Linked DNA regions of Pan troglodytes: region 2 is linked to region 1. A link is a contact called in public HiChIP or PLAC-seq data. All regions are on one chromosome and are shown on one strand. Each heading gives the region's core, a stretch centred on a gene start, on an enhancer-like site or on the middle of the called end of the contact. The rest is flanking DNA. Distances are from core to core; before and after follow the strand shown.

The links. HiChIP or PLAC-seq counts read pairs in DNA pulled down with a chosen protein or histone mark.
Region 2: a contact with region 1 is called in an H3K4me3 HiChIP or PLAC-seq map of stem cell-derived excitatory neurons, with 3 times the contacts expected there. The contact joins the promoter of FAM8A1 here to the promoter of RBM24 in region 1.

Annotation. Positions count from the first base shown.
Region 1 is chr5:23,240,957-23,244,777 of NHGRI_mPanTro3-v2.0_pri, forward strand. RBM24 (RNA binding motif protein 24) reads left to right here and starts at 2,492. Exons shown (of 4, transcript XM_001175216.8): 1 at 2,492-2,886. The coding sequence starts at 2,719.
Region 2 is chr5:23,558,162-23,562,001 of NHGRI_mPanTro3-v2.0_pri, forward strand. FAM8A1 (family with sequence similarity 8 member A1) reads left to right here and starts at 1,393. Exons shown (of 5, transcript XM_527239.7): 1 at 1,393-2,603. The coding sequence starts at 1,904. LOC104006735 (a long non-coding RNA gene) reads right to left here and starts at 335. Exons shown (of 2, transcript XR_008548430.2): 1 at 246-335.

The DNA.
Region 1 (3,821 bases), core at 1,242-3,741:
AAGCAAAGTTTCAGGCAAAGTGATCAAGTATTTACTGTTCCCTTGAAAGAATAAAAACACTGCAGTCAGGGGTTGCACGGGATGGGAGGGACAATGACAAGGAGGCGTCTTATTTCCAGAAGCTGAGTTCTAGGACACAAGTATTCCAACCCGGGATCAGAATTTCCTTGTAGATCTCACCACTTTACCTAGTGAACATCCTAGCTGCTGGCTACACTCCCAGACACCCTCCTTCCCTGATATTATCACAGTCCTCTCCAGGGTGGGCTCCCAATCCAGGTAGGAAGAAAGGCGAGACAGCCAAAGGCGCCCTTCTAAGGCTTCTCTCTAAGCAGCTTCCCTTCACAAAAGGGTTTTGCCTGAGCCTCATCTACGTACAGTAATTCTTAAATGACACAAGATGGATGTTGAATATTAAAAAACACGCCTCTTCTCTTTCCCCGCCTGCTTTGTTTTTCTAACTTTTAAAAATTATCTTTCATCATACCAGCACAGAGAGTCGTTTTTGAACCTGCCCTTTAACTTAAGCAATGAAGAGAGGGTGTTTACAATTTCACTTTCTGGCTCTCATCTGTCTGTAAAATTCTTTATTATTTTTTTAATTGGGTGAAAAAAATGTTTTTAACTTTAATAGATTTCTGATTTCTCTATATCTCCCACTGGGGGTTCAAACTTAAAGAAACCAGTGACGTCAAAAAGTCAACCTCATGAGGAAGTCAGCAAGATGAAAAACGGAATTTAATGTTTTGCGCAAGAATATTTGCATTCCCATTAGCCTTTGCAAATGCAACATTTCTCACCCTCTTGGGTTGACTGCAAAGGTGTCCTGGAGAGAAACAGAGTATGCACCTCTCTAATGGTTAACATATTGAATTGTTTTAATGGAATAAATGGTGCGGCTCAGGGGCGATTAATGTAGGGACTGTAGACTCGCGTAGAAAGGACTTAAAAGGCAATTGGGCACCAACAATGGTGGATGAAACCTTCTGCTCACATTAAATATTTTCATCCAAACCTCAAGTATGACTGATTGATTTTAAGGCCTAATTGAATGAATTCTCAATTAAAAGAAGTTGCAAAAAGCTGATGTAAAGTAATAAATATATATGGAGTGCCCTATGTTCTACAAATGTTTTCAGGTCTGCTGGTAGAAACCACTGGTTATGCAATAAGTTGATTTCAAAAATTATACCTTTTACATTTACATCCAGATAAAAACAGATGAGGTCAAGCCACTAAACATTCTTGTAATTCAAAGAGAAAGAAATAGATTAATTCTTTGTTTAGGGAAAAAAAAAAAAACAAGAACGACTTATGCTAAGACATCTGTACCAATCTTCCTGAATAACTAAGTTAGGGAGGAAAGACAAATTTGGTGACTGTGGGGGCTAAAGTACTAACTTATGGTCCTCTGAAATAGAAGGCGGTGCCTGATGGACATAGGTATCTCCGGTTACTTGGTTTGGCTGGGCGGTAGCAATTAAAGCTAATGGTTTTCCCAACTACACCCAAGCGCTAGATCTTTCTTTTCCTTCTGGCTCTACCTCTCTGATACTCCCCCGCACCGGCTTTTTGGGGCCAAAGAAAGTTGGGGCCCTCCTTCTCACTCTTCAGACCCCAGGGTGTCCAGCTTGGGTTTCGTTCGGCCGAGCTCCTTGACCCCCCGCGCCCGGGAGGGGATTGGCCTCTCAGCGAATCGCCCCAGGTCTCTGGGGACCCCAGTTCGCCAGTCCAGGTCGCCGGCCCTGTCACCGAGGCCTAACCCAAAAAGCTCGCGTCGTCCCCTCTGGAAAGCAACGCAGCTTCCTCCTTGGGCACAGTCCCCGCACCCTGGGTCCCGGCTGGTGCTGCGCCGGGTCCCTAAGACTTTGACTGGTTAGAGCAGGCGACGCCGAGAGCCAGGCCGCCTACAGGCGTTTCCAGCCCTACCCCATCGCCGGCTACAGAGCGGGAGCCCCGAGCCCCAGCGCCGCGCCGCGCGGGGAGAGAAGCAGCTGTTCCCAACAGCTGGGGGGCGGCGGCGCCCGGCGCCCCAGGTGCTGCCGCGGCCAATCGCAGGCGTCCGGCCCGCCCCCCTCCCCAGCCGGGCGTCGACCCCCGGCCCGCGGGGGAAGGGAGCAGAGAGGTGGAGAGCCGTCCTCGGCACTCGTCTTCCAGATCCCACGGCGGGAGGGACAGACCAGAGCCGAAGCTGCGCGGAGTTCCTCGCCCCTGGCCCCGCCGCCGCGCCCCCCGCCCGCTTCGGCGCTCGGACGCTCTTCCCGCGGACCCTCCCCACACCCCACCCAAGGCACCTGATTCCTAAGGAAGAAAAATCTACCTCTAAAGCACCCCCTTCTTCGCTTGAGGACTACCCTCTCTTTTCATTTTTTGCCTCCCCGCTGGGTGAGTGGAAACCGCTTGCACATTCTATAGAACCCGATTCTAATCCAGACGATCCGGAGAATTTGTACGGTGACCGGCAGGGGGGGCGGGAGGAGAGAGCGAAGTCAAGTCTCCAGGGCCGCTGGCGACTTCGGAAGCCGCGCGCCCGGCGCTCTCGGCCGCCCCCGGCCGCTCGCCCCCGCCGCGCCGCCGCCCTCGCCCCCGGGCTCGCCCTTGGCCCCCGGCGGCCGCGAAAGGGTGCGGGAGACGCGGAGCCGGAGGAGGAGGCGCAGCCGCTGCCCGAGCCGCAGCCGCAGCCGGAGCCGGAGCCCGAGCCGCGGGGCGGGCGCGAAGATGCACACGACCCAGAAGGACACGACGTACACCAAGATCTTCGTCGGGGGGCTGCCCTACCACACCACCGACGCCAGCCTGCGCAAGTACTTCGAGGTCTTCGGCGAGATCGAGGAGGCGGTGGTCATCACCGACCGGCAGACGGGCAAGTCCCGGGGCTATGGATTTGTAAGTTGCACGGACTGGGGGTGAGGGGGAGGGACGGAGTGGCGGCTGACCCCGGGGATCGGGAGCTTGGAGTGAGGGGCTCGGCGTGACCCGTGAGGAGCCCCGCGGGTAGAGCGGCGCTGCCCCTTCGCTCCGGGGTGAACTGAAACTTTGCTAGGGGAGAGGGCCGACGCCAGCCTCGCTGGGTTCGGAGAAGACCCAGCGCTGTGCGAGGTCGAGGGCCGGGCAGGGCAGAGCAGGGGTGGAAGGAGAGACCTGTAATGACGGCGGGATTTGGGGTGCGGAGGGTTGCGAGGGAGGGGCCGCAACCCCGAACAATTGCATTCCCGGGCTGGATGCCGGTTGTTAAGCGCGCTGTTGCTTTGTAAAAATGCGTGTGTTCTGGTGTTTTGGCTGGGGCAGGGAGGGGACACCCCACGAGGTCTGGGGCTGTTCCCCTTGTGTCATCCCCCCGCCTTTTAATTGCAAAGGTAGGTTCTTTTAAATCATGATCCTAGGGCTCTTTGCCGAACTGAAACAGAGCATATTAAGCTTCCTTCCTAGAGATTTAAGCGTGCAAATTCAGCTGCCGAAGAGCAGGGAGCCCCAGAGTAGGACAATAGCTATTGTCGTTGGGGAGTGTTTTCGAGGTTGGGAGCGTTGGGCGGATGTAAGGCTGGACTTTCTTTAAAGCAAACGGTGCCTCTGAGGCTGAGTAGGGACCTGGGGGGCGGGGGATTCGGGGGAAGGAGGATCTAGAGTTCCAAGAATTTAGGCTTCCAAATCTCAGCTAGGCCCTACTAACACCCTTAAGATTTCGGCGGTGGGGTTGGGGGAGGCAGGGTTAGAGGGTTTCTTTCTTTTTTCCTTCATCTACCCGCCCCCCCCCCACGCCCCCGCCCGCCTGTTAAAAATGGGAGATCAAGGAGGAGGGTCCAGCCAAAAGAAGCAAAGAA
Region 2 (3,840 bases), core at 143-2,642, 320 kb after region 1:
CAACATGGTGAAACCCCGTCTCAACTAAAAATACAAAAAAAAAAAAAAAAAATTAGCTGGGCGTGATGGCGGGCGCTTGTAATCCCAGCTACTTCGGGAGGCTAAGACAGGAGAATCACTTGAACCCAGGAGGGGGAGGTTGCAGTGAGCCGAGATCGCACCATTGCACTCCAGCCTGGGTGACAAGAGCAAAACTCTGTCAAAAAAAAAAAAGAAGGAAAAGAAAAAGAAATTATCTGACCTACCTTGTTTAACTGTTGTAGGCCACAGCCCCCATTCCAGAGGGTCCTGTTCCGTACCCAGAAGGAATGAATGCTGCAGACAGGCCAAGGAGAATCTAGATAGGCCTTGCTGGGTTTCTTGCCTGTTTGCATCAGAGTGTTTTTTGTCCAGTCATTTTTTTTGAGACGGAGTCTCGCTCTGTCGCCCAGGCTGGAGTGCGGTGGCGCAATCTCGGCTCACTGCAAGCTCCGCCTCCCGGGTTCACGCCATTCTCCTGCCTCAGCCTCCTGAGTAGCTGGGACTACAGGCGCCCGCCACCACGCCTGGCTAATTTTTAGTATTTTTAGTAGAGACGGGGTTTCACTGTGTTAGCCAGGATGGTCTCGATCTCCTGACCTTGTGATCCGCCCGCCTCAGCCTCCCAAAGTGCTGGGATTACAGGCGTGAGCCACCGCGCCCGGCCTTGTCCAGTCATTTTTTTTATACGGCTGTCCATGCTTTGTTGAACCTAAGCATACAAATACACGATTTCCCTTGTTATCTTTGGGTCTTCATTCTGAAGGCTCCCGTGTCACATAAAACGATGGTCAAATCAATGTCTATGTCTTTTCTTCTATTAACTGCCTCCTGTCAGTGACTTTCAGCGAAACTTCAGAAGGTGAAGCGGAAGTTTTCCTTTTGCCCGGACAGCATCATCATTAATATCATTAATAAATATTCCCGCAGTATTTGGCCCTTGTATGTCCTTTGTATGGTGCTGGGGATACAATAACATATCACTGCAGAGATTTTCAAATGTAAAAGCAGAGAGATTATACTGATTTAAAAGCTAGATTCTGTCCTCAGCCTGGAGCTAGTCTGCATTTACGAAAACTTACTTTCCACTGCGGTAGACAGACGCTTTCTACTCCAGCGGAACTGTGCCTTTCCTCAAATCTAGTCTCAAATTTAGGTTCCTTTTCATTTTCTGTTATGGAAAGGCCCTCAGCGTATCCCAGGCTTTGGAGCCTTTTGTTAGTAGTCTGGCCCATGCATAATTTCCCCTTCCTCTGAATTATACATAGCACCTCACTAGTTATATTTTAATACACTTTCCTATGTCTCAGTGGTACTTTCCTATATTAATATATATCCCAGTTTAGTTTGGCTTTTAATTTCTTTTCTTCTAAGGGGATAGATGCGTTCTGTACCACCTTCTCGAGTACTAATGGTTAACTGGAATGAACACAAGCAACAAACCCTCCGGCCTGGAGCCCAAAACAACAGTCGCGGTTCTGCAACAGAAAAGGCTGCGCTGGCCCTGGGACCTGTCTCGGAAATGCTCCTCATCCATCTAGTTTCTCCCAGGACAACTAGGCCCAAACCCACGGGAATATACAGAGAGGCCTCGGGTCACAGACTTAAAGCTGTAAAAGGGAGGAGGCGACGGTCTGGTCCCAGTCACCGACCAGCCACCGACTACTAGGGCCCGAACCCGGGACTGCAGACGCGCCTCCCCGCCCTCCCTTCCGAGCTCCGCCTGGCGGCGGGCGTTGCTCCTGAGGGGCGGGGCTTCCGCTTCCGGCGGGGGATTGTTGACGCCTGCGGTTGCTGCGGTGGTGACGGGGCTGTTGGGGAGGGGCCATTGGGGGAGGGAAACGGAGCAGTGACAGGTATCCCGGAGGGTGCTGCTGAGGCGACGATGGCCGAGGGGCCCGAGGAAGCCCGAGGCCACCCTCCCGGGCAGGACGATGGCGGAGGGGACCACAAGCCCGTCCCTTCCCTGAGAGGCCCTCCTACCACCGCCGTCCCATGCCTCCGCGACGACCCCCAGGCCCCGGGCAGGCCCACAGCCCCGGGCCTCGCGGCCGCCGCCGCAGCCGACAAATTGGAGCCGCCGCGCGAGCTCAGGAAGCGCGGGGAGGCGGCCTCCGGCTCCGGTGCAGAGCTGCAGGAGCAGGCGGGCTGCGAGGCGCCCGAAGCCGCGGCGCCACGAGAGAGACCGGCTCGGCTGAGCGCCCGCGAGTACTCCCGGCAAGTGCACGAGTGGCTGTGGCAGTCCTACTGCGGCTACCTCACCTGGCACAGCGGCCTGGCCGCCTTCCCAGCCTACTGCAGCCCCCAGCCCTCCCCGCAGAGCTTCCCTTCGGGAGGCGCTGCAGTCCCCCAGGCCGCGGCGCCGCCGCCCCCGCAGCTGGGCTATTACAACCCTTTCTACTTCCTGAGCCCCGGGGCCGCGGGGCCTGACCCGCGGACAGCTGCCGGCATCAGCACCCCTGCTCCAGTCGCGGGCCTGGGACCCCGGGCTCCTCACGTGCAGGCGTCGGTCCGGGCCACTCCAGTGACGAGGGTAGGATCCGCAGCCCCTTCGCGAAGCCCGAGCGAGACCGGGCGACAGGCAGGTGAGAGGCGCGAGGTGGAGGCTGGGCGGAGTAGAAGGGTTTTCGGGGGCCTGTGGGGTAGAGCTGGCACGCTTTTTAGACCTGTAACTGCTGCTTCTACTCTGATTGACTATCCTGCCCGTTCACTAGCTATCGTTTGTCCAGGCCCTGAATTCCCAAAATGTACAAGGAGGCAATACAGTTTCTTCTTCCTTTAGACCTGGCACTCCAAATTGACTCCCTTACTCATGGGACTAGTTGTTTATTCGTGAAAAGAAATTGCTCTTCAAACCATCCTCTTCCTTTGGTTTTCACGCTCTGCAGTGAGAGCCAAAGCTAAATTCGCAAATGGCAAACCCACTTTTGGAGGGGCTCGACTGGTAATGCTGAAAATTATTCAGACATTGGCTACTTAGGACAGTGGAACTGAACGGATATAAAAGGAGATCGACATGGATACAAGTGGAGTTAGGAAGTTTTGATTGGGTCAAAGCTTCACTTCATTTGATCAATATCTTGTATATTGTGTAATTGTTTTTGCTTCTGTGTGTGAACTAGAATATTTTGAATTAGTTACACTTCTTAGTTTACTATTTAAACTATTAGTTAGACTTTTAGTTTATTTTAGTTAGCCACAGATAGATGGGACAAGAACTAGTTGATGCCTCTGATCCCAGTCAGAATTTAGGATGACAGATTGATACTCACTGGGTTTATTTTAAAGAAAGCAAAACAAACTAAAAAAACGGGTGGGGGGGGATTACAGGGATTTACTTTATACTAATTGCCAATATTTAACCTTGATTTGTACTAAAAAATGTTTAATTTTGTGTGACTTAGATGTGATCACCTGGATTCTCCTCATTAGAATTCCTAGTGAAATGTAGTGGGTACCCTAATCAAATTTATCTGTGAAATCAGTTTTCTAGGGGGAAAGTTGGGGGGGTTGGCACGCCCGGCTAATTTTTGTATTTTTTGTTGAGACGGGGTTTCGCCATGTTGGCCAGGGCCAGACTGGTCTCGAACTCCTGGCCTCAAGCAATCTGCCCGCCTCGGCCTCCTAAAGTGCTGGGATTTACAGACGTGAGTCACTGCGCCTGGCCGTGTGAAATCAATTTTTAAACGTTAAGGTGATGAAAGCAAACTTTAAGCTCAGTAAATAGTGGAGTCTCTGTTACTCTATTTTAGTAACATGGATTCTTGGTGGAATCAATATCAATAGTTGCTGCACGGTTATAAATATTTTTTATTAAGTTGT